6 separate regions of the Mus musculus genome follow, and all the other regions are linked to region 5. The links are chromatin contacts, called in public Hi-C, HiCAR-type, HiChIP or PLAC-seq and Micro-C maps. All regions are on one chromosome and are shown on one strand. The core of a region is the stretch at or near the end of the contact, and the rest is flanking DNA. Distances in the headings are between cores, read along the strand shown.

What was found. Hi-C and Micro-C count contacts between places; a contact is called where the count stands out from the background. HiCAR-type assays count read pairs that join an accessible place to other places. HiChIP or PLAC-seq counts read pairs in DNA pulled down with a chosen protein or histone mark.
Region 1: an H3K27ac HiChIP or PLAC-seq map of bone marrow-derived dendritic cells shows a contact between it and region 5, with 10 times the contacts expected there. The contact joins two enhancer-like sites. A contact is called at or near these places in 5 of 484 Hi-C or Micro-C datasets (the C2C12 cell line, bone marrow-derived dendritic cells, bone marrow-derived macrophages and 1 more), 4 of 115 datasets of contacts at active chromatin or transcription factors (CD8 T cells, bone marrow-derived dendritic cells, embryonic fibroblasts and 1 more) and 1 of 9 other capture datasets (bone marrow-derived macrophages).
Region 2: a Hi-C map of uterus shows a contact between it and region 5, with 2.4 times the contacts expected there. The contact joins two enhancer-like sites. A contact is called at or near these places in 3 of 484 Hi-C or Micro-C datasets (the 3T3-L1 cell line, bone marrow-derived macrophages and uterus), 1 of 115 datasets of contacts at active chromatin or transcription factors (the NIH/3T3 cell line) and 1 of 9 other capture datasets (embryonic stem cells).
Region 3: a contact with region 5 is called in a Micro-C map of muscle stem cells, with 7 times the contacts expected there. The contact joins two enhancer-like sites. A contact is called at or near these places in 7 of 39 promoter capture datasets (cranial neural crest, frontonasal cranial neural crest, hippocampal neurons and 2 more), 18 of 484 Hi-C or Micro-C datasets (3T3-L1-derived adipocytes, the AML12 cell line, the MC3T3-E1 cell line and 11 more) and 5 of 115 datasets of contacts at active chromatin or transcription factors (embryonic fibroblasts, embryonic stem cells, epiblast stem cells and 2 more).
Region 4: a contact with region 5 is called in a HiCAR-type map of fibro-adipogenic progenitors, with 27 times the contacts expected there. The contact joins two enhancer-like sites. A contact is called at or near these places in 2 of 15 datasets of contacts at CTCF or cohesin (CD8 T cells and large pre-B cells), 1 of 484 Hi-C or Micro-C datasets (nephron progenitors) and 1 of 115 datasets of contacts at active chromatin or transcription factors (fibro-adipogenic progenitors).
Region 6: a contact with region 5 is called in an H3K27ac HiChIP or PLAC-seq map of embryonic fibroblasts, with 17 times the contacts expected there. The contact joins two enhancer-like sites. A contact is called at or near these places in 1 of 15 datasets of contacts at CTCF or cohesin (the NIH/3T3 cell line), 6 of 484 Hi-C or Micro-C datasets (the G1E-ER4 cell line, bone marrow-derived macrophages, cerebral cortex and 1 more), 3 of 115 datasets of contacts at active chromatin or transcription factors (embryonic fibroblasts, embryonic stem cells and pancreatic cancer cells) and 1 of 9 other capture datasets (bone marrow-derived macrophages).

Annotation. Positions count from the first base shown.
Region 1 is chr13:5,768,239-5,771,976 of GRCm38.p6, reverse strand. No RefSeq gene overlaps it. Among named protein-coding and RNA genes, the nearest start is that of Gm35413, 33 kb to the left of the region's middle. Within about 2 kb of position 2,121, at least 85 of the 459 cell types and tissues checked have an H3K27ac peak or open chromatin away from gene starts, as enhancers often do. A contact at or near this core is called in the C2C12 cell line, bone marrow-derived dendritic cells, bone marrow-derived macrophages and 1 more, where this site is marked.
Region 2 is chr13:6,057,704-6,061,664 of GRCm38.p6, reverse strand. No RefSeq gene overlaps it. Among named protein-coding and RNA genes, the nearest start is that of Gm46401, 140 kb to the right of the region's middle. Within about 2 kb of position 1,839, at least 100 of the 459 cell types and tissues checked have an H3K27ac peak or open chromatin away from gene starts, as enhancers often do. A contact at or near this core is called in the NIH/3T3 cell line and uterus, where this site is marked.
Region 3 is chr13:5,843,198-5,847,362 of GRCm38.p6, reverse strand. No RefSeq gene overlaps it. Among named protein-coding and RNA genes, the nearest start is that of 1700016G22Rik, 13 kb to the left of the region's middle. Within about 2 kb of position 2,057, at least 292 of the 459 cell types and tissues checked have an H3K27ac peak or open chromatin away from gene starts, as enhancers often do. A contact at or near this core is called in 3T3-L1-derived adipocytes, bone marrow-derived macrophages, embryonic fibroblasts and 1 more, where this site is marked.
Region 4 is chr13:6,514,281-6,518,452 of GRCm38.p6, reverse strand. No RefSeq gene overlaps it. Among named protein-coding and RNA genes, the nearest start is that of Pitrm1, 32 kb to the left of the region's middle. Within about 2 kb of position 1,477, at least 18 of the 459 cell types and tissues checked have an H3K27ac peak or open chromatin away from gene starts, as enhancers often do. A contact at or near this core is called in fibro-adipogenic progenitors, where this site is marked.
Region 5 is chr13:4,660,240-4,664,354 of GRCm38.p6, reverse strand. No RefSeq gene overlaps it. Among named protein-coding and RNA genes, the nearest start is that of Akr1e1, 53 kb to the right of the region's middle. Within about 2 kb of position 1,829, at least 112 of the 459 cell types and tissues checked have an H3K27ac peak or open chromatin away from gene starts, as enhancers often do. A contact at or near this core is called in 3T3-L1-derived adipocytes, the C2C12 cell line, the NIH/3T3 cell line and 8 more, where this site is marked.
Region 6 is chr13:5,885,580-5,889,581 of GRCm38.p6, reverse strand. No RefSeq gene overlaps it. Among named protein-coding and RNA genes, the nearest start is that of Klf6, 26 kb to the right of the region's middle. Within about 2 kb of position 2,576, at least 111 of the 459 cell types and tissues checked have an H3K27ac peak or open chromatin away from gene starts, as enhancers often do. A contact at or near this core is called in the NIH/3T3 cell line, bone marrow-derived macrophages, embryonic fibroblasts and 2 more, where this site is marked.

The DNA of each region.
Region 1 (3,738 bases), core at 872-3,371, 1.1 Mb before region 5:
CTTTGAACTATGTTTAATTACACAGAGAAATCTAATCTGACTACAAGAATCAGTTTGCTTGGTCTAGCTCAAAGATCTTCTAAAGATAAGTCCATTAAGACCTGCTGTAAATCTTAGTCCTTCCTTTAAAGAGGTCCATGGCACATGACAAACAAACAGAGAGAGGCAGGCCTGGTGGTGCATGCCTTTAATCCCAGCTCTAGTGAGGCAGAGACAGGAGATTCTCTCTGAGTTCCACATCAGCTAAGGCTACATAGTGAGATCCTAGTTCAAAAAAACAAAAGAAGACAAGATGTGTACACTCAACCACATACAAAATGATGCTGATAATTTTATACAGAGATCAAATGTAAATAGTGTGTCTTTTATAAGGAAGATTTCTTACACGTAGCTCCTTCCCTTTGTAGTTAATACAGCCTCCTTGGATTATCTCCGTTGAAATAATGTTTAAATGCAAATTTTCTGAATTCTTTAGGTAATTTAGCTCTTTAAGATGTATTTTCCTTCTCACATTGAAGTGACTTAGGCTCCTGTGCTGCTTCTTGTCTTTTTTTGTTTGTTTGGGGTTGTGGAACTTTTAAAAGAAAGGACAGAGCTTTGCAGGAGGTACTGAGGAGCTCATCTTTAGAAGAACGTTGAGCTAGACCAGACAGACTGATCACTGTCGTCAGATTGGATGCCTTTCTGTAATTAGACATAGTTCAAAGAAACTTTTACTCCAAATTACTCTACATCCTTACGTGTCTGGGATCTACTCAGAAGAGAAACATGACAAGGTGTTTGAAACAGTCTAGACTCTAGTCATCCTGCTCTCTTCTTTTGTTTGATGCTACCCAGCAATACAGTTTCCCTTGGAGGGACAGGAGAAGCTGAAGCAGGCCACCTTTTCTATATAAGGACATTCAGACAGCTGGTGTCCAGGCGCCTTGAGGTAAGCATGCATTCAACAGCTGGATTCCTCTTCCTCTTTTTCTCTTTGTTGTTTTCATCCCAATGACATCAGCTCCTGATTTTATGATCTCCATGTTGGACAGGGCATCCTTATCTGTCATTATTATCTGGGCGAGGCTTTAGTTATGAAGAGAAGGAAAAGATGATACCCAAACTAAATGGTAGTGACATTTGTCTCTTTGCCTCTAAACTGACTGGAGTCATGCTGAATCCATCCAACAATTCCCAATGCTCCAAACTGTCTTATTTCCATGCTTCCATTTTCTCTTAACTGCTAGGATTTTTCTCCCCACCTTACCCCACATCCCAGCACACTTGCTGAGTGCTTTCTCTTCATATTTATCTCCATGTAAGACAGAACTGGTGTTTTTCTAAAATTACATGGTACCTCTTTTGTGCACACATTCTAAAGAAGTCCTGAGATTCTCTCCCTGTATTGATTTGGATGGAGTTGCCTCGAGCTGTCTGCTCTTAGGGAGACAGAAAGGTCACGTTTGTAATTGCTTTGAAAGTAGAGAAACTTCCAGAAACTTAGAAAAAGGGTTTTTGACCTTAGGGTCTGAACAGTTAATGGAGTTGTTTGTGGATGAGGTAATGTTTTGTTAACTCAGAGTCTGGACCTGTTATCCTGTAGTAACTCACTGAAGAAGTCTTTAACTGAAGGTGTGTGGGAGCACGGAGAACATTTCTGATTATAGAAACATTGATCTGATGTTCAGGGAGGCAGTTTTAACTTTCCCAGTGAGTTAGTTACAGCAACCCAGGCATCTCAGAGGATGCTTCCGTCTAGCTTTCCATCTTGTTCTGTTTTTGTTCCCTCCATATTACTAATTATGAATACAAGAAAGGAATGACTTTTCTGATGCTCTATGTCTTAAAATCTCTATTTTCAGATTAGCAACCTCAGGGGTAGTGATAAATAGGTCACTTATTACTGACGTCACAGGGAACTCCATGCGTGCCTCAGATGAACCAGGACAGATTTGAACAGTAAGGTATGGAGTTCTGTGATTAAGACTGTAAAAGACCTCAGCTCACTTTGAATGACAGATGCTAGCAATAGGTTAAAAATCAGAGTAAATGCTGAGAGTTTCTCTTTTTGAGACACATCATTTGGGTGGAAAATGACTCATGCATACTGGCTGACACAATGACCCTCCTGGGTGTGGAGGGCACTTCCCCACTATGCTTATCATAAACCCCAGCCCTCATTCCAAAGGGCCTCATTTACTGAGGGGGTGTTTTCTTCCTCACAACTAACTGGCTGAACCAGAAAAACTGTGAAATACTTTGGATTACTCAGTGAGAGGCCATTATTACCTGATCCTTATCACACCTCCAAAGGCCTTTGCTGTATAGTACATGCTGCCTGCCTCTCATTTCTGTCTTTTGTTTTCCACTTTTCAAGTTACTCTGAAGCTGGAGGGGGAGTTACAAGGAAGCCCCAGATATTCTTCTCTCTCGGCAGAATTTCCTGGTAAAGTTGAGTCCCAGATCCCAGTGTCCGGTTAGGGCTGATGACCCGTCCAAGATTAAGGCTTCCCAGGCAGGAACTAACCTCCCACATCCTCCAAAGCGCCTGCATAATACTTCCATTCTGACTTTGGGTGGCACAATTCCTATATCCATCAACTATGCAATCTGCACATGGTACTCTGCAAATGGCTGTGGACTCAGGCAGTAAAGGTCTTGTTCTTCAAACCAAAGTTGAATATCAAGGAATTAGGGAAGAAGGCTTGTAATGCAGGCAGAGGGGAAAGCTTCCTGTGGGCAAGGTTGTGACTGACCCTGGGTGGGCAGGAAGACCCTGTGTTTATCATTGTGCCTCGTGTATATAGTGGCCTCTGAGATGACAGTTAGTTGGTTCATTTTCACAATAAGGCAAAGATCCAGATATCCTGGGGATATAACGTGCCGCATAGTCAGCCTGACTTAAGTCCAATAGCACGAAGATATTATTTGGGGCGGCCTATCATATCCATAAGCTCAGTAAAACAGTAGTTGGAGAATTTCTGGAGGGTGTGTAGGAAAGTGTGGTGAAGACATCATCTCTGCACTCATGCTTGTGTCTTTGCATTGTGCTTATAGTTATAAATATCTATTTGCCAGCTCAGATACTGTTTTGCTGTCTGCTGCAAGCCTCTACATTTTCTTCTCACTTCTGTAGCCATAGCCCATATGGCTGAAAGATGTGTAAAGAAAGAAAATCATTGTATTTTCAGTGGTTCAGACTGAGTCTGTTTGAATGGTTTCAAACCTGCATGAATATAATTACAATAGAAGGAAAATTCTCCCCCCAAAATCTATATCATATTAATGCTGATAACATTGCTCTTTTTTGTCCTCTACATAAGCCAGCCCCATGTACAAGTACTACACAGACTGACAAGCTCAGCTTTCATCATTTTATTGGGTGTTATTTCTAAGATCTCAGTATAAACAGGGTGCTCCCTTGGGATGTATTTCAGCATCAGAGTGTTTGCCTCTTGTGTGAAAGATTCTCGAATTGGGCTTTGGTCCCTAGCATCACCTCTAAAAAATAATAATAAATCAATAAAAGATTTAAAAAAAAGGAAGGAAAAATTAAAATTGTCAGCCTGTGAGTAAACTAGTATTGTCTTTTCATAATCAAACATAACCTTTTTGTCAGTGGAATTTTATTTCATTTTATAGTGTTATTTGGGTCCCTTTTGTTATCAGAAGCATCATTAATACATTTCTGTAAGAATAGCGGAACTCAGCTGCACATTAATGTTTTGGGTAGAGTCTGGAGTCAGAGTGGCTCAG
Region 2 (3,961 bases), core at 590-3,089, 1.4 Mb before region 5:
CAGTCAGTTCTAGGCCAGCCTGACCTGTGGGGGATTGTGGAAATCCACCAAAGTGTAGCATTCAACGAAACTCAAACAGTCAGCTCCAGAAAATGTCAAATGAAGGCCTGGGGCTGAAACTCAGCAGCAGAACACTTACCTACCATGCCTAAGGCCCTAGGGTCAAGCCTCAACCCTCATTAAAAAAAGAAAAAAATCTGTCTTAGTTATGGTTATTATTGCTGTCATGAAACATCATGATGAGAAACAAGTTGTGGAGGAAAGTACTTACTCAGCTTAGACATCCACATCATCATTCATTATTAAAGGAAGTCAGAGCAGGAACTGGAACAAGACAGAAACCTGGAGACAGGAGCAGATGCACAGGCCACGAAGAGATGCTACTTACTGGGTTGCTCCTGGGGCTTGCTCAGCCTGATTTTTTTTTTTTATAGAACTCAGGACCACCAGCCTAAGAGTGGCCCCATCCACAATGGGATGCACATTCACCCATGCATCACTAATTAAGAAAATACCCTATAGGCGTCCCTACATCCTTATCTTATGGAGACATTTTCTCAACTGAGGTTCCTTCCTCTCAAATGACCCTAGCTTGTGTCAATTGACATAAAACTAGTGAGCACAATGTCAGATAATTACCTGGACACAAGGCCAGGCATCACTATACTATTGTAGGAGAACAGAAGACCATAGAGCTTACCCAGCTCCTGCTTGACCATGTCTTGACGGTATAAATAACATTTATTTAGTTACATTTCTCTTTCTTTTTTGTCCTTCTCGGAATCACAAAATTGACTTTTGGAGCCCTGTGAATAGGGAAGTTTCTAGAAGGGCAGATCAGCAAAATGTGAGCAGAGGTACACACACATGCTGCTTGTTGATTGCTGACATAAAAAGGCCATATCCTCTTCCTTCAACCCTACTTTCCCTTCAGGAACGACCATGGAGTCTGGTATTGAGATCAGAGACCACAAGAAGCTTCCAGGGTAGTGATTCACATCTTAGAGAATCCAGTCTTAGCCAGCAACCCATACGGACAACAGATATTCTCTGAGCAAGAAATAAATGTCAGCTGTAAGGTCTTGAGATGAACTTCATACAGAAACATAACCTGACTTAACTTGAAAAGCCCTCACTCTAAAAAGCATTTTTCTGTCTGAAAAGCCCGTTATTAGATATGTAAAACGCAACCAATGCTCACAGCCTTTTCTAAAATGTACATTGCACAGTTCTCAGAGAGATAAAAGGAAGTGCTAGTGGAGGTGGGGAGGGGGGTGGGGTGCGAGGCTGGGCGTGGGGCAAGGATGCCAGTTCCCCGAAGGGAAGCAGCCAATTCCTCCTCACCCCTTGCCTTCTGTTAGCTCCACCTTGCTTGTACCCATTGTGAAAATCAGGCTTCTAAAGAAGATCTTACCTTAACGAAGTGCCCCTCCCCCCAGCTTAGAGGCAAAAGCTTAGAACAATTGGATTAAATGATTCCAGCTGTGGAACTCTAGCCTATGTGCAGTCTCACGTGTGCCTGCTGAGTAATTTGCTGACTGCAAATTCCTGTAAATCATGTAAGCTTCTGCCAAAAGGCCCAGATACACTGGGACATCCCCTGTCTGGCATTGCATCAGATGACCTTTGGCATCTGAAACACTTTTGTTTACAAACTGTGATCCTTTAAAATGTATTGAGTGATTAAAACCTGACCGAATTGGGGAAAGATGAGCTGAGAATTAACTTAGGGCTGGAGATCAGTTTGTTTGTTTAGTTCCTTGCATGATCTTGGCCAGGAGGATTCTGACATTACTTGGACTCCTGCAGCAAAGAGCGGGCTATCTGCCAGTCTTAGGAGTGAGTTGGAAAGCAGAATTGGTGTGTGCAATGTGGTCCTCTTACAACATTGCTGTCGACTTGGTATTCTTCTGTGAAATCCATCTGGAATGTTTGCAAAAGAAATGTGCTCTTTGCTGGGTTATTAATGAGAGGGCAGATTGACACCATTATTGTGATGGGCTTTATTAGCCAGCGTGGTGGTGTTTTCCTTGCAGAGTCTCAGCTATCTGAAGGTTAACTATGCAAGTGCATGTTGGCTGACTGGCGATAGCCTGTAATTCTTTCCTATTAGGCAATTTAAGCATTCTGCTCCCACTCCAGCCAATGCTTAAGAAAGCCCTAAAGGATGCCAGCTATCGACTTTAATCAGACATCAGAGCTTAACCTAATAAAAAATTGCTTTTGGGCCATGCATAATTAAATGAGCATATTTAGAAGTCAAAACACTGTATTTTCCATGGGAAATAATATTATTATAGTGATAGAAATATAAAATTATGAATTCCACAGCTGCACTAACATGCATGTCCTAGACGTAAACAAATAGAGAGAGAATTAATTTTAAATTTCCTTAAAATTTCCGGTGCCTGGTGAATTCTAAATAAATCCAAACCATCCCATATTAGAAAGGAAGTTTTTTGTGTTATTTTTTGTTGGTATGAGTTACATTGTTTTCTTTGTTATAATTCACTCAAAATGTGATTAAAAAATGAGTAGGCGGTAGCTATTACAACTAACAATATAACCTGGCATCGGATTTGATAAGAGAGAGAAAGAGAGATGGGACCTACTATGTAATTTCATTTACAGTAAGTGGTCCAAAACATCCTCACTCACAAAAACACATAGAGCATAAAATGGTTAAGTACCAGAAACCCAGGAGGCTACAGCCCCCTCCCCACAGGGGACACATAATAATGTAACATACAAATAACTCTTGTCCAGCAGGGAAACATTTCCCAGCAACACTCCACCTGGAAAGATGTCCTCTTCCCTCCCAAAGGCTACATTAAAAATCCTTTCCTTGAAATTCTCAACTAACTACAGTGAGAATAGAAGGCATTTTGAGGCTCACATACCTTTTCTACACTCAAACATTTTATTGGATAATTGGGGGAAGAAGTTTAACATACTGGAAGAACACTCATGTATTTATTTGTAGGTTAATTGTCCACAAGATCCTAGGCAGAAAGATGGGTCAATAGAGCCTACAAGGCCAGGAAATAAAAGAACAGTATGATGGCAAAGTCTCAGTAAAACTTTCAACATGGTCATGACTCCATACTTCTATGACAACTGGAGCTTTGAGGATTGCCTGGTCAATCTTTATAAAAACTAGCTACACACTATGGAGGAAAAGGTGTTTTCAACTCTACCTAGCCGGAGACATTGCCAACCCCCACTTATCACCTATGATTTAATCAAAACTACCCAATCAGACAACAAGAATCCCTTAGGATCCTTTTGTGGTGCTCTAATAGAAGAGCTGAGTGTGAATAACATATATAGAATGTAGATGTATCTCTTATGGTTTTAGAGCTTGGAGATTTGAGATCATGCAATGGTATTTCATTCTGTTGGTGGCGGGAAGACTTTCTTCTCTGGTGAAGGGGTTGTTGTGACTTCAGAGGGAGGGAGGTAGATGAGAAGAAAGAGAAAATGCTCTCAGTCAAGTACTTTTACAAGTTTGCCAATCACATAGGTTAAGGTGGAGCCCTGTGATGAAGTTACCTCTCGAAGGATGCCATACCAATACCACTGAATGGGAAGACATGTCAGTGTGATGTTCTGTGCAGATAAAAATATGCAAACCATTGCAGAGAAATCCATAACAGCCATAATGCTATAGGATAGTCCTGTGAAAATGGCAGAGGAAAACCAGAAGAGAGAACAAAAATAGATCAATAGAAGAAGAGGAGCCAATATGAACATGCCCCATGGCCACATTTGAACACGATTCCCACTTTTACTCTAGTGAGAAAAAGACACAGCTATCATGTTTGTACATTAGAATTTGCATCTGTAAAATGTTTTCAAGTATGGGATAATATTAAAGTTAAAGATTTATAATCACACCAATAATACTTTTCAAGAATGAATGTTATCTATGAGTTAATATTGAAAAAATCAAATATTATTC
Region 3 (4,165 bases), core at 808-3,307, 1.2 Mb before region 5:
GAGACATTCTGTTTCAGAGTTTACTATTTAAAAATATAAAACTAACAATTACAGATGGAAACTATTCATCCTGAGATTTAAGGAGGGAAAAGACTTTTTTTTTTTTTTTTTTTTTGGTTAAAGTCTAGAGCTTTCTAAGCTCTGAGCAGACTGCCCTCCGGCTGATGCATTTACAAAGAGCAGAACAGGAGGCAGCCATGGGTGTCCTGAAGTCGAACTTGAGTCTGACCAACCTTGTCTGAGGAGCCTGTTTCTTCTGCATGTACACAGAGGCCAAAGTGGTCGTATGCTGTGGTTGTGTGTGGTTTCATGTTCTAACACAGCATCCAACAGTAACAGTCACCTTGCAAAAAATACGTGTATTGTATTGGGTGGAGATTTATCAGATCAAGAAAGCCAATGATTGGCAAAAGATGTCACACATTTAAGGTTAGAGACCAGAAACCCTTTCCATTTGAATCATCTGAGCTCTGGGGGGAGGGGAGGGGCACAACTTAGTTACTATTTGCTAACTATTGAATGCAAGATATAATTTTCTAATTAAGAATATTTCAGAGGTAAAAGTATTGTTCTAAAACTGTTATCTTAGTGACTATTATGATTATTATGAGTGTTCAGTGGGTAAAATAGTTCAGTTATTTATGTAAAAATTTATAATGTTTAATCTATGTTCAACTTTTTTGTCTGTTGGATTAATTGCTTTTGATTGCCAATTATCATACCTGCAAAGTTTTAATAGACAAAGGTAAACTTCAGATTATGCCAGGTCATAATGAAAAAAAATCAGAATTTTAGTAAAACTCTAGTATTTAGTAATGTGTTAAGAATTATATATAAGGTTATATTTATGTTTTTGTGTATATACACGTACATATGTAACAACAAAAACAAAATAAATGAGGTTATCAATTTGAGACTGAATGGGTTAGAAAAGAAGAGTTTGAGAGATGTAAAGGAAGGAGGGAAGTGATATATTTTAATTAAAATATTTTTTGAAAGTTTATCGAGGGTCTGGAGAGATGGCTCAGCAGTTAAGAGCATTGACCCTTCACATAGCAGCTCAGACCCATCTGTAACTCCAGTTCCAGGCTTCTGACACTCTCACACAGACATAATGCAGTCAAAAAAGCAATAAACATAAAATTATGTTCAAAATCAGTTTATCTAAACAGACCAGGCTCCGGCTAAGTATAGAAATGTTAGTATTTAGGGCTGAGAGGTTTTCTATCTGGACTCCAATACCCTAACCCATCCCCTTTAAAAATAGTAAACATATCTTCTATAGCTTATAGCAGTCATTTGATCCTAACATTTGTGAAAAACCTGTTTTGCAACATTTTAATAATGGCTTATCAAGAAATTCTTTCTTATTTGCTAGAATGCATAAATTAAAAACCTGAAAACAAGCATGGTTGCCTTGCGGTAGGTTTTTTTTTTTTTTTTCAAACGAGCCAACAAAACGGAATATAATATATGATCTTTTCTGGTCTAGCCCAGGCTGAGTCATTTCCTGTTTCAATAACAAGGATGTCATCAGCTAAACTCCAAGCAGCACAGTTTGTCACTGTGTGTGGCTTTATTTGTACATGTTGCTAGAAGGTTCTTAAGGAGCGTACACTCATTATTTTAATACCAGAAAAGAACCTTCCAGTGAGCACCTTTGGCTCTGGTTGGTGCTTCTGTATTATTTATGCTATAGCTAATCTGAGTGGGGAAATGAATGTATGCCCAGCTACATACAGTCACACTCGATGACACCGTAATTCTGTCTTGGGAATTCATAATTTACTCAGGTCACCAAGGTAGTTCACTCCAGTGTGGAATGTTTACCCAAATGTTGAGCTCTGGGCTCCAGTGCCAGCGGATATCAGAACTGAGAATGGTAAGGTCCGGATGTTGCCTGGATTTGCTGGTGTGACCCACACAGCAGCCACACTCCTCTCTGATTTCTTTGTCTAAAGGTTCTAAGATTCTTTTCCTAGAATCACAAGAGGGAGTTTGCACTGTTTACATGGTCAGCGCTCAGCGCACAGTGTTCTCTGAGTTGGTCCCGCTGAGACCCGTCGCCATGCCGATTGTAAATGACTCATCTGCATGAGTCAGCGTCTTCAAGGCGAGATGGCTATCTATTGCCTTTGTGCTACTATTTTTCCCAATTGGTGTTGTCCAGCAGCTGCAGATTCCAAACTATGTGCCTGTTTCTAGAATCCAGGAAACGTTGTTCATGGTTCAGGCAACATCCCCGCAAAGGGTAGGAGGCACAGGATTTAGATTTCTCATCAGACCCCTTTAATGTCTTTCTCAATTGACTTGAGTACGTTTCTCAGTATCAGGGGAAGCATTTCAGGAATTTTCTAGGTCTTACCTGTGAGAAGCCATTCTGATGACTCACAGGGATGGGACATTCCCCCTAGATTAAGGATTAAAGCAAAACAAAAAGAATCCTATTAGAAGAGGGGATTTCCTGGTGAAAAGAGAACCCTAAACCAAAAGACACCCACTTTTGTCTGAGCTTAAAAATCGTATTGCTTGTCACACAGAGCAGAAGGATCTTAAGGATCACACTTTCAAACCCTCATAGAGAATTATATTATGACTCAATTTCCCCTCCAGTGTATCTTAAAAATTCATCAGAGTCTAACGATACAGGCCTCTTTTGGTTGCAATAATTAACATCATATTGGCATTCAGTATGACTCTAAGTTCTGCATAAGTGTCTAAGGCGGTGATAGACAGGGTGGAATTGCTAAGTAAATGTTTACTGTAGGTTATAAAATATGAATAAAATGGGCATGGCTGTTTTCCTGTTACTTGCAGCCCCGGGGTTACTTTCTGGGTGAGCAACATGTGACCACCTCTGAATCAGTTACAACTGTAACTGTAAGCCTCATGGACTGAGATCCTGTGGATCTGACTCCTCCATGAGTTGCTAGGCTTCCGTTTCATAAACACCGTTGAAGAATTAGTTGCTATGTAACTTCCAACACCCTTGGATTAGTCCCACATTCTCCTAGGGGAGGGTGATGCTCATATTGGGGAAAAAAAACTCTTTCTAAAAAGGTGGCCCATCTTCTGTCCATGGCCACAGACACAGATTATTCCCAGTCTCAAAGCTACTATTTGGGGATAGAGAAATAGTTTGATTTCAGTCCATTTAAATGGTGTGGTCCCTCATCAGCAGACAGAAGCAGTCCCATGAAGAATGGAAGAAATGCTAAGACTACCATGGATTACTTCCATTTACCAAGAGTTTACAGGCAGAGCTTCAACCAGGCTACTCATTTCCTGCTTTGCCTCCAACAGAACCGGTTCAATCCTGTACTTATCTCCACTTCGTCCTAGCCCTTCAGGCTCCCTCCTTGGTGGTCAGGGTTTTGCATTCAGAGAATTGACCTTTACCATACATCAATTGTTAACTGATAAGGAATTCAAAAGACTTCTTAAATCCTTAGCTTTCAGAGCTGTGCTGAGACCACTTTCAGTCTTAAGTCTCTTTACCCACAATAACCTAAATTCCAGTCAATATGTCTCCCTGCCAGCCTGGACCACAGCAAAGAGCTAACATAGCCTCTCCCTTGCCTCTAACTTGCTGTGTCTTCTTTGACTTCCATTTGCTGGTCTTCACTTAGCACCAGTTAAACTCTGTCTCTCTGAACTACTTTGCTGTCATTCTGGACTCAATGGTCTCTTTCTCCTTTGCTAATGATTCTGCTATTGGCTTGAAAATGATTTGTGATCTACAGTTTTAGTGGTGTGTCTTCTGTGTAGATGGTCAAAAGTGAGAGTTTCTCTCCTTCCCAGCACATTTAAATGCTTCTAACCACAGAAAGAACATTCCAGCTATGTTTCTATGGATAAGCAAGTCAGCTTCCTCTCCAAGCCTCAGTTTCCTTATGTGTACCACGAGAGTACAAAACCTACCTGACAAGAATTGTTGTGAAGGACAAGGGAGGGAACACGTAAAAAAGAGTAGGGCGCTTACATCCAGCAGCTCTTCTGGAGATACCAGGTTAAGATCATAGGAGAACTGGGCTCATTAGTTCTCCAAGAGAAGACAGCTATACACCAGGCGCTATTATTAGGATCTCTGATTTGGGGTTCTGAACTTGTACGTTTGACAGGGGCTTCATGTCCTCTGTGTCATTCAATAGTGACAAACGAAAAG
Region 4 (4,172 bases), core at 228-2,727, 1.9 Mb before region 5:
CAGAATAATATTAACTAGTACATATTTCTTTTTGTACTTTTATGGTCTAGGAGATTGAACCAAGGACTCACACATGCTCAGCAAAGAGCTCTTCCAGAGATTTGCAAATGATACCCTGGCTTATTTTGAGATAGCTTTTTATTAAGTCACCCAGGCTGGCCTTGAATTTACTCGGTCTCAGGCAGACCTTTATCTTGCCACATCCTGCCTCTGTCTGCTGAATAATTAGGAAGTCTTCAATCTTAATTTAACTTTATTAGTATGCATGTGTTCTCTGTGCAATAAGTATATAGGGAATGTGTCTGACCTGCTGTCTTCTGAAGTAAGACTGTACTGAGCCCCTACAATTCAGATGCAAGTCACAGAAGTGGGAGATTGTGTGTCATCTTGCTGAAGTTATTTCCTTCAAGGATGCGGTTGGCTGCGTGGCAGTTATGAGCACAGAGGCGCAAGATCCAGAGGCTGTGCTCTGTTCCGTGATTCTCTATGTTTAAGGCATTTCCATCATCAGATAGAGGAGAATGATTTCTTCCCTAAAAGGAATTCTCATTGAGTATAAAAATAGTGTGTGAAGAAAGTGTCCAAGAAATGCAAGGTGAGGGGATGCCACCCATTTATCATAAGTCTGGGGAGACAGAAGAAGGCTAAAGAAGGAAGGTTTAGGATGTGGGAGGTACACCTCTTTGCTCCAGGTTTTGGGGTGAATTGTGGTTTTCAAAATTCACATATATTTCAAAGTTGCTTCACCAACTAAAGAGAAACCATCTAAAGTTTTCTTGTGCAAAGGAATATACAGCCATACCCCTCAAATATGCACTATGTTTGCATTTTATTACACCGTTCTTTGGGACATTGGCACCAAAGATATGAAAATCTAAAGTGACATTGGTACAGTACACATTCAAGGCTAGACTTCAGTTCACTCTGTAGCCCAGAGTGGCCTTGGACTTGGGGTTCTGTTTTGGCCTCTAATGTTTAGAGGATCACAGGCCTATGCCACAATGCTTAGCTGTCAACTGCTTTTTAATAATTGATACAATAATTTCTTTCCTTTCTTATTTTCTTTGTTATTTTAATTTAGATGCTTTAATTCTTGGAAAGGATTATAAAAAATCCTAGGGATCAAAAGATGGAGACCATCTTTACAGTATTAGAAGAGAGATAAAAGATAACTTCAGAGCCCTCATCAAAGACAGGAAATGAATAAGCTGATCTGAATGCCACCAGGGCTCAGAGCCGCTCCGTGGTGAACACTTAGTCTGCTGAGTGATAAGTGAGGGTGTGAGTGCTGGATCAGGCCCCTTTGATACCCTAGCCTAAGCCTCTATCTTCTTGTATGATGTGCAATGGGCCACTGGCCTAAGGTCTGGGTTCTGTGTTGGTTATTGTGTCATCATGACACAAACTAGAGTCACTCAGAAAAGAGGGAACTGCCTCCATGGGATCTGCCAATGGGAACAACAGACAGCAAATGGGAACGCTTTCAAAGACGTGGAAGCTACTGCACATGTTATGAGTCATGGTTGTCCTTCTTCTGGACTGTGTTGTACAGGCTGGTTTTGTGTCAACTTGAGACATAAAAGGAAAGAGCCTCATTTAAGAAAATGCCTCCATGAAATCCAGCCGTAAGGCATTTTCTCAATTAGCGATCAAAGAGGGAAGGTCCAGCACATTTTAGATGCTGTCATCTCTGGACTGATGGTCCTGGATTCTGTAAGAAAGAAGGCTGAGCAAGCCAGGGGAAGCAAGGCAGTAAGCAGCACTCCTCCATGGCCTCTGCATCAGCTCCTGGTTCCAGGCTCCTGCCATGTTTGAGTTGTATCCCTGACTTCATTTGGGGATGAACAGCATCATTAAAATGTAATCTGAATAAACCCTTTTCTCTCCAACTTGCTTTTTGGTCACAGTATGTTGTCACAGCAATGGAGTGGCTATAGGAGGCAGAGACCACCACTGTTCAGCCTTTGCCTAAGACCAAGTGCGTTAGCAAGGGCCATGCCATTTTGTAGGGCTCCTTCGTTTCTGATGAACCGTGACAATTAACGTTAGTACAGTGATTTGGTTCATATAGCTAAGGCAACTTCTTAGCAAGAGGTGATCAGGAAAGATGTTAATGATCACTAACATCCTTTAACTCAGCGCCCATTGGTTACTCCCAGCAACAGCTAACTGTGGTCAAAAATGAGGAAAGTTCCCAATACCATACCTTCCTCTAAAACCTTTAAGGAGGGATCCTCACGTTGCCACATGGACCAAAACTCTTCTCAGAGACACCACTGTGCTTATATCTATCTGCCTATTGATGGCACTGATAACTTTTTAAATAAATAAGTCTCTAAGCTAAAGAGACCACCCATCTCAGTGGATTGAACCCAAAACCCAACCATTCAATGTATAGAAGTTTGAAAGCAGGACCTTAAGTGAAGAAGGCAGGTGTGCCTCCTAGTCATTATAAAAGACCCAGATTGCTTCCAGCGGAGGGACTCCATTTCCATGTTGTACCAACCTGCAGCATCGCACAGTACTGGTCTCTGAACTGCAATACAAAATCTGAGAAATTGTCCCCAAGATACTGACACTCTGGCGACTGCTATTTCTGCAAGAAACTTCTCTGACTCAGGTGTTACGTCTTCTGATTGCGTTTGTGATACTGGCAGGTTCCCGAATTGGGTCATAGGAGAGTTAACATCTCAAGGGCTTTCAGGGATTTACAATGCCCTGAGCAACCGCCCCAGCCAGAGGGACTCTAGTGCCCTCTAGTGGCAGGTGTAGATTATTAATGGAAGGAAAAAACATGGTTTGGTGAAACTTTCTCAGAGGCTGCTTGCTCAGAACTTTCTAGGTCCCTGTGGTTTTCCCCGTATGAAGTGTATTATTCACAGTCCCAACCACTATGTTTCTTAAGGCTTTGGGTGAACTTTATGGTAGCCCTCATGAGGATGTAGCCTGTAGAGGCACTACCATCCCCTACCCCTGTCTGTAGCCTATGTATCCATACAGGTGCCAGGAAAAGGTCCCAGCTCTGGGATGTACCCATGACACACTGTAGCAAACCCAAGCCTCCATTTAGAAATACAACTTTGTTATCTTCTCTTTTTCATGGTTGACCGATCAGGAAGTTTCTGGGCATGTCAGCCTTGGGTGGCAGACCACACTTTTTCATCTGGTATCAGAGAACAGAGTGACTTTGAAAACTGTCCAGAGTTAGTTCAGAGGGGTTCAGATGACAGGAAGTGCTGCCCCAGAATGGTTTTGTTTATTCACACTCCTGTCTTCAGATAAAGCTGGTCTCTGATGGGTGGAAGCTGGTCACGCTCTTCTCAGGGACAACTGCATGCTGTCCTGTCTATTGCCATGGATTATCTTACTTTATAGTGTTGTAGAGAACACCTTTCCATCACTGCGACAAAGCACCTGAAGAAAATAAGCTGAGAAGGTAAAGGGCCTCATAGGACATTTCATCCTATGGTCTCTTGGTCCCACTGCTTTGAGGGGCTGAGGCAGAAGATCATGGAAGGAACACGAGGAAGAGGAAGCTGTTCACTTCACGATGGCCAGGAAGTATAGAGACAGATAGGAAGAATGAGGCCTCAATACCCCCTTTAAGGACACCCCCAGTGATCTAACTTCCTGCCAAAGGCCCTATTTCCTAATGGTCCCACCATTCTAAAAGCACCAATTGCTGGGAACTAAGTGTTAACACATGAGTCTTGGAGTCTCTCTCTCTCTCTCTCTCTCTCTCTCTCTCTCTCTCTCTCTCTCTCTCTCTCCCCCTCCTTTCCTTATCCCTCCCCTCCCTCTTTATCCATTTATTCTCGGTGTTTGTGTTCAGTATGCCATCTTTGGGCATACTTCCCTTTCTTTTTTTCTTTTCTTTTTTTTTTAAATATTTTTATTACATATTTTCCTCAATTACATTTCCAATGCTATCCCAAAAGTCCCCCATACCCTCCCCCCCCACTTCCCTACCCACCCATTCCCATTTTTTGGCCCTGGTGTTCCCCTGTACTGGGGCATATACAGTTTGCATGTCCAATGGGCCTCTCTTTCCAGTGATGGCCGAGTAGGCCATCTTTTGATACATATGCAGCTAGAGTCAAGAGCTCCAGGGTACTGGTTAGTTCATAATGTTGTTCCACCTATAGGATTGCAGATCCCTTTAGCTCCTTGGG
Region 5 (4,115 bases), core at 580-3,079:
CCTTTTGACTAGGACACTATTTATTTTAATGGAGTGTTAAGAAAAATGCACAACAAAGAAGGTGCCATTTAGAAACTCCCAATAAATCAAAGCAGGGAATTATTTGTGTAATAATACATATAACTTTGATATTGTTTAATGTTATTATTTTTAAAATTATAATCCTAACTGCTGACTTAATAAACACATATTTCATAAATTGCCTCTTTACCAACAATATTTCTTTTCTTTCATTTTCCAAATAGTATAAACTAATAATAAATGATGCTAATGTTAGTTAACTAGTCCACAAAATTGAGTACTGTAATATTTTGTGTATTAGTTGAAATATAAATTAAAACTCATATATCAATAAAATGAAGTCATGTTTCAAATTTATGTATCAATCCATTTGAAAAATATGGACTATTGAGGATGCCATAGCATTAAAAAGTACTTGAGAATGCTAGATGTTTTAATATATAACTTTAAAATATGGAGCCTGGAATTTACTCTGAAGTCAGTCATGGATCCTGTATGAACTTCAAAATATTTATAGCTGTCTGAAGCTCAGGATAAGAGTGCAGAAGACCAATATAAGCACATTGGTTGTTTCCAAGCGGGATGTTATCCATTCTTAGGGACTCCTCCTACCTCTTTTTGTAGTGTTTGTTTTTCCAGACGTTTGTTTGTTTGTTCACTGGTTTGATTTCATTTTGGCTAGAATTATTTAACTGAAGAAATAAAATCTGGTCAGGAAAATGGGAGGAGGGGGGAGAACACGTAAAATACATTATTACATTTTTGAAGGTTCCCCTTCCTTATTGTTGAGAAATTAGACATGTCTATTTCCTGTTGGAGAACTTAAAATGTTTTCTCAAACATGAGTAAATCTGCCCAATAAAAACATTTTTACATTAACTCTGATATTTAGACACCCTTAAGCATTATTTTATGATTTCTTCCTGAAGGCATAAAACCTCTTTGCTAGGCTCTGGAATCAATAAACAACAAGTGTCAGGAAGACACACTCTTGACTCAAACCCAGCAATTTTGTTGTTGTCCTCTCCCTCTCCCTCTCCCCTCTCCCCTCTCCCCTCTTCTTCTCCCCTCTTCTTCTCCCGTCTTCTTCTCCCCTCTTCTTCTCCCCTCTTCTCCCCTCTTCTCCCCTCTTCTCCCCTCTTCTCCCCTCTTCTCCCCTCTTCTCCCCTCTTCCCTCTCCCTCTCCCTCTCCCTCTCCCTCTCCCTCTCCCTCTCGCTCGCTCGGCTGGGATTTTTTTTTTTTTTTGAGTTTCCCGTCGGTGAGTCATATTGTACTCTAACTTCCCCTTGGAACCATATGGGGCAATAATAAAGTGCTCCTCAGTACACAGCTATGCAGTGTTCCTTAACTGACTAAGGGGAACACTATGAACGCCTATCGTTGTCATAGATGGACATTCAGCCAAACAAAGCGACACGGGAATGGAAGCGAGTAGGAACAATGGATAATGGGCACTTTTACAGCTTTAGGATTTTTATGGGAAAAATAAAAAAAGCAAAACAAGTCCAACATGACCTTTGATAAAAGCACAGGAAAGCAATATCCTTAGTCACTTCTATTAAAAGACGCTTACAGGACTAGGACAAAGCCACAGATGTCAGTTGCCAAAACGTGGGGGTTTGGGGTTTGTTTTGTTTTTTGCTTGTTTGTTTGTTTGTTTTTATTAATTTAAGGAAATTGTCTTTAGGATTAAATCTTGCACAGTGTAGCACTACTTACTGTTAAAACAATTAGGAACCTTTATCAGAAAACACTAGGGCTATGAGCAGGCAGTCCCTGTCCCGGGAATTGTGAAAATAGCTAAGGATTTAGCGCCATCTGCAGGAATCAGGAAATAAAACCTTTTGACCATGAAGTTCTCATTACTCGTGTCCACTAAAGTAGATTGTTTTTGTAGTTTTCAGCTGAAACCCTCCTACTCCTATATCTAAGATTCATAGGACGTCAACAATAATGACTGACCCTCAGTCCTAAAAATATTTACAGGCAAACATCACTAAATAAACCTCTGTGTGTGTGTGTGTGTGTGTGTGTGTGTGTGTGTGAATATGTGTAAAACAAAAGTAGTTAAAAGGGGTCATGAATTTGAGAAGGAGGGGGATTGGCAGGTGTAAACAGAAGGAAGGTGGGGAAATTATATAATTATATTTAGTTGAATTTAATGTTTTAAAATACTTTTTCTTGCTTTTTGCAAATGATGCCTTTGTCCAGGAAAGTTCAAGAAAAAAGGTACAGAGGGTAAGATAGATTTGACTCTGACTCATCCATAACTAAGGTACTGTTTGAATTAATTTTATTCCTGAGTTGCATTAGTCAGAGTTATCGCTTTTATGAAGAAACATCATGACCAAAGCAGCGTGGGAAGAAAAGGGTTTATTCAGCGTAGTCTTCCATATCATCTGTTCACCAGCGAAGGAAGCCAGGACAGGAACTCAAACAGGGCAGGAACCAGAGGCAGAAGCTGATGCAGAGGCCTTGGAGGAGTGATGCTTACTGGCTTGCTTCACATGGCTTGCTCAGCCTGAGTTCTTATAGCATGCAGACCCATCAGACCCTGGGTTGGTTCATCTCATAATTGGCTGGGCCCTACCTCATTGATCACTAATTAAGATGCAATGTTCTACAGGCTTGCATCCAACCTGATCTTAAAGAGACAGTTTTTTAATACATGTTTCCTCTTCCCAGATGACTTAAGCTTGTGTCAAGTTAACATAAAACTAGCCAACACCTACTTTAAAAAAAAATCTTTCATGTAAGGGTGGGTTGTGTGCACATGGGTGTGTATTAGTATGCATTTGTACATAGAAACTAGAATATGCCAGGTGCTGTGGAGAATTGCAGGCTGGTCTCCAGTTGAGCTGAGGTCTGAACCCCATTGGTCATAATTCACCTACTTAACACAGTAGGCGTTCCCTCATGCTCCTGGAACTCTGGCCCCTGCCTAAGGTACCACTTTCCACAGCTCCCTGCAAGAGAAGCATGGTCAGTAGTCACGTAAGCAGCGGCCCAAGCTTCTGACCTTCAGGCTAAACTCCTCCCCAGTTACCTAGCAACAGTGAAGACCATAAAAAGGGCTGTTCAGCCCCCATCTCTTACTCTTACTCCTTTGTTCCTTTACCTCTCACTTCTCTCACCCTCTCTCTCCCTTCTCTTTGTCTTCTATCCCTTCTCCTTTCTCTTTGTCTTCTTCTCTCCTCCCTCCTCTCTCTTTCTCTCTCTTTCTGGATAGCCTCTCCCCCTCTCCCTTCTCACTTCCCTCCTGCCTTTCTATAATAAAGATCTTAAACCATAGAGAGTCTCTGCTCCATCTAGATCTGCTTTGCACCCTCTTGCCAGTGTTGGGAACTCCTTCCCTCATCCCTCTCTCCTACAACCCCGGGGCTTTCTTTAGCAAGGTAGCTCCTGGGTCCCCGTCGGTCAGGGGCTGCCCCTTTTCCACCTCCACCACCACCACCACCACCACCACCACCACCACCACCACCCAACTTCGTGGGTCAGGCATGTTCACCTGGGGCTGAGTGGAAAGCGCCAGGAGCTCTGCCTGCTTCTGCCTGCACAGGAACTCTGGCCAGATGTTTGGCTCATTTTCCTTCCTCTTCTTCCCCAGGGCCTTCCCAGCGCGCCCCCTCCCCCCTTATTTTGTTCCCAACAAGGTGCCTCAATTTTTATGACTCCTGGGGCTTGAATTCATGTACGCATGCTTTTATAGAAAATATTCTTGCCCATTGAGCTATCTCTCCCTATCTTTCCTGTCCCTCTTGCTTATTTTTAAGCTGTTCTTCAAACACATAGTTGACAAATGTTTCCAGACTAGACACTGTGGAGAAACACTGACAGAGCCCTTCCCAAGACATACCAGTGGTTTCAAAGAAAGAATCCTTGAATATTAGTACCAAGTAATTGTGTCTCTGGGATAAGTTTTGGCCCTTAGCCTTCCAGTAAGACCAGAATCCCCTCTGGAAACCTGCCCATCCCACAAATTAGTCCTTGCTGAACTGTATTCTTCAGTGAGAGCCAGGGAAGGCAGGAGGAAGGTCTGGGGATAGCCTTTCTGGAAACTTGCATAAATCTGATGTTATCACCCTTCTTGCTC
Region 6 (4,002 bases), core at 1,327-3,826, 1.2 Mb before region 5:
TGACAGGGAAATGTAGGACTAAGAGATACTAGAGGATAAAGGGAGAGTAGTGAAAGTCCACTGACTAAGGAAAGCATTCGAAAATGAAATGTTGAATTATGGTCATGGTACTTGAGCTGGCTCCTAGTGACAGGAAGTTTAGGTTCAGGTCTGATTTAGAAATATATAGAAAGTTCTCCCTGCCTTCACGTTGCCCCAAGCTCTCCAGTGTTTCTGGAGCTAAGGAGTTTGTATATATCACGTTCCACGCATCTGAAGACATACAAGAATGAGTGCAGGAGCACTTCCTGCCTCTTCCCGTTTTCTAGCAGGCACTTTTCTTGGGAGGAGACCTAGACCTCAAGATGCAGCAACAGACCAGTTTCAGGTTACAGCATCAAAGGCTATTTGATCAGAGACACTGCATTCTTGGTTACTCTCCACGTTTGCTCAATTGAGCAAATTTTTTAAAAAGATTTTTTACATTTTTGATTTCTAAATATGATCCAGACAGTTCTGAATGTCTAGTTGGATATGATCAAATGATCTGTGGTTCTGGTAAAGATCCTTGGAAACTGATGACACAAACTGCAGAGGAGAAAGAGAAGTTGGTCTCCTTCAACATCTTCATTCTGAGTGAACATCACACTTCCCCAAACACAGTTTGGGGCTCAAGCCAGTATTGCTTTTTCAAACCACTTATTTGGCCCTATGAGTTAGACAACCTGAGGCCAGTGAAGGGCAATCTCTTCTTTCAAAGGAGCAGAGATGCATACTCCCCATTTCGTTTCCTTCTGCCTTTCCTTTTTTCCTTTCTTCCTCCCCACTTCCTCCCTTCATCCTTCCTTCCTCATTCCCTCTTCCTCCCTTCCTCCCTCCCTCCTTCCTTCTTTCCTTCTTCTTCAGTTTCTTCCTCTTTCCCTCCTTCCTTCTTCTTCCTTTCTTCTTTCCATCTCCCCCGCCCCTCTCTCCCTATTTCTTTTAGTTTCCTTTGCCTCCAGCGTTTCATCTGAACTGGAAACATCTGATGACTTTCCACTTCTCCTGAGCCTTTCTTGGTCAGTTCGTGGTTCAGCCACAGATCCATGTACAACTGAAATGACAACCTCTTGCATTTACTCCTTCCTCATTTGCTCTCAGACCTCTGGTTATGCGTGAGGGTGTGGGAGAGACTGCACACACCACTAACACAGCCCTCCCTCCTCCCTCCACAAGAGCTCCCTAACGAACTGAAGACCTCCATCAAGACATGGTTGCCCCCCAAATGCCCCTGATGGAAGACACTGGGGGGACCTTGATGGTCTTAGAGCAGCGGTTGGTCATCAGGGCTGTATACAAATGCCCAGAGGCTGGACTCAGCAATAAACTTGTTTCAGGAAATGAAAGACGGAACCCATGGTTTCAACCAAGTTAGGGCAGAACTGAAAGTCTGCAAATAAAACTTATAGATCCTTAATCACAGCTTTCGCTCCACTCAGGTGGTAGAAAAACAATGTCGTTCTCTAAGAGACTGTTTTTTTTTTTTTCTTCAAGACCTCTTGAATAAACACACCGTGTAAAAATATTTATCATGTCAATATGGTTTAATAAGCATTCATTATTTATTGGGCTTCTGAGTGCTTAGGCAATACTACAATTAACTTTGCAGATTTGATTGGTTTTGATTGGAGGTCATTGGAAGGCAAGCTTGTACTTGTCTTAGCAGAAACAGGCAGAGCAATAGGCTGGATTGAGGCCTGAGAATGTTTGAGCAAGTCCCAAACTCTCTGGGAAATAAAAACCGTAACAGCTCCATAGTTGAATTAAGTACGAGATAAAAATCACATTGGCAAGAGCAGCGAACACCAGGATCAAACCACCTCTCAAACAAATTATTCCAGGAATAAATTAATCTCCCTGATGCTCATCTGCAGAACCGATGTGAAAGAGTTGTCACTTCCATGCTTGTCACTCACGGGGCTCAAGATTCCAACACACTAAACAGACCCTGCAGCAGGAGGACAGTGAGCGACACTTTCTAGTAATGTTTCACTCTGTCTAGTTACTACCACCCAGAGCATTCTTTTTCCCTGAATAATTCTTTGATTTCCTCTAGAACAATTATATTCTGTAAACAATAAAGGAGAGAGAATTAATATTTGCTGAGTACATATATCATATAATCTCAATAATATTTTGGGGTGAAAGAATTTTTCTATTCTTATATATTTCATTAAGAATACAAATAGGCCAAGAGTGGCTGGTGACGTATCAATTAGAACACAGGTCTCCATCCCCAAATCACTTTGTCTATCCATTCTGCCTCCTACGAGATAAGACATTACCCAACAATATATATTTAGAAGGACACTCCTTGCATATCGATCATCCTTGTCAGCAGGGTTCTTCCTTTTTGAGGAAGAAAGGTGTGGTGTCTCGTACACATACCTCAGAACAGAAGCTCAAGCCCAGGGAATCCTGTCAGGCTGTCATTGCTGGAGCTTCACTGATTTTCCCAGAACAGAAATAATGAGCATTGGAAGTACTGAGGCTCAGTGGATGGCCACACCCAGGTACCCGTCTTCTGACTCATGGACCATTGTAGGGTGTGAGGTGAAGTGAATCACCACATTCTTTCTCAATCATCCTACACAGACTGGACTCCTTGGGTTGGGAAGTAGGTCTAAGAACAGCATCTACACTTAAGTAGACACATTTAAAGAACAAGTACGCTACAGTCCAGCAAGGTCCTGGGTATAGTAGATACGGAAATACCTGAACTATAGAATAATAGTCTTATGTAATTCAAGAGAATTGGGATATTTGAACATAAAGGACTTCAGTCTCAGGTGTGATCAATAACCCTTATACTCTCAGGTGATGTTAAAGAGTGATTTGTGATTGCACTTAATGGATAGAATATGAGGTCATTGTAATAAAATGGCCAAAAGCCATGAACTTCTCAGGGGTTTCTCACATAGGAATAGGAAAAATATTTTTCATCTTACAACTTTCAAACTTGGTTTCTTTTCTTTTGTTGTTGAAATGTGGGAAATGATTTATTATTGACAACTACACAAAATCTTGCTAGCATCTTCTCTACTGATCTTTAGTAATCTCTGCTAGGAAGTGGATGGCACGAGGTCAATAAGGTCAGTAGTCAGCCTTATAAAAACATTTGGAAATTGGTAATAATCCTTCACATTTCCTGACTGGAAACAGACAGGCGGGGTCTCCACTTGTGTTTTCCAAACTTAGCTACACATTAGTCCACTTTCTACCATCTATTTGTTTTCACAGTATCTGGTCCTAGTAACTATTGATCGTTATTGCTGCTGTTGTAGTTTTGAGGGAGGGTCGGATGTTGCCCATGCTGGCCCTGAATGATCCTGAATTTCTGATCTTCTCTCTACCTTACAGACATGCACCACTATACCCAGTTGTGCACAGTCCTGGTCATCCAAGTCAGGCTGCCATTCATGCTGGGTAAGCCCTCTGCCAAATTGAGCTACATTATTAAACTGGTTTGTTCAGTGTCTAAAATGAACTCACATGTCTAATCAATGTACGATGGTGGATCTCACCAGCAAGGTGGGTCAACTTGGACAGTACAAGTTCCGATAAGCAATCTTAGAAAAATAAGGCTGTTGTCCTACACAGAGGGAAGACTGTATGGTTACCTGTCATTTAAGTGTAAGGTACAAAGCAACATATAAAACACACGTTAGAGATAATCTCCCAGAAAAGTAGCTCTGATTATTCTTGGTGCTGTTACAAGAAGTCTGGACCTGGTCAGGCTCCTCACCAGGGTTTGTGGCAACCACCAATGGCATTGAAGTCAGTTTTGACAACAGAAAGATTTGTTCAGAACTGGTTCTGTAGTAGATTCCCAAATGCTGCGAAAGGCTAATGGTTGAGCACTTACTTAACACATGGGAAGCCTTGAATTCTGTTCTCAGTGTATATTTGTGTACATGTACATCCTAAAAGAAAAAAGAAAATACAACTTAAGAAGTAATAATATCTTCCTTTATTATTTTTATA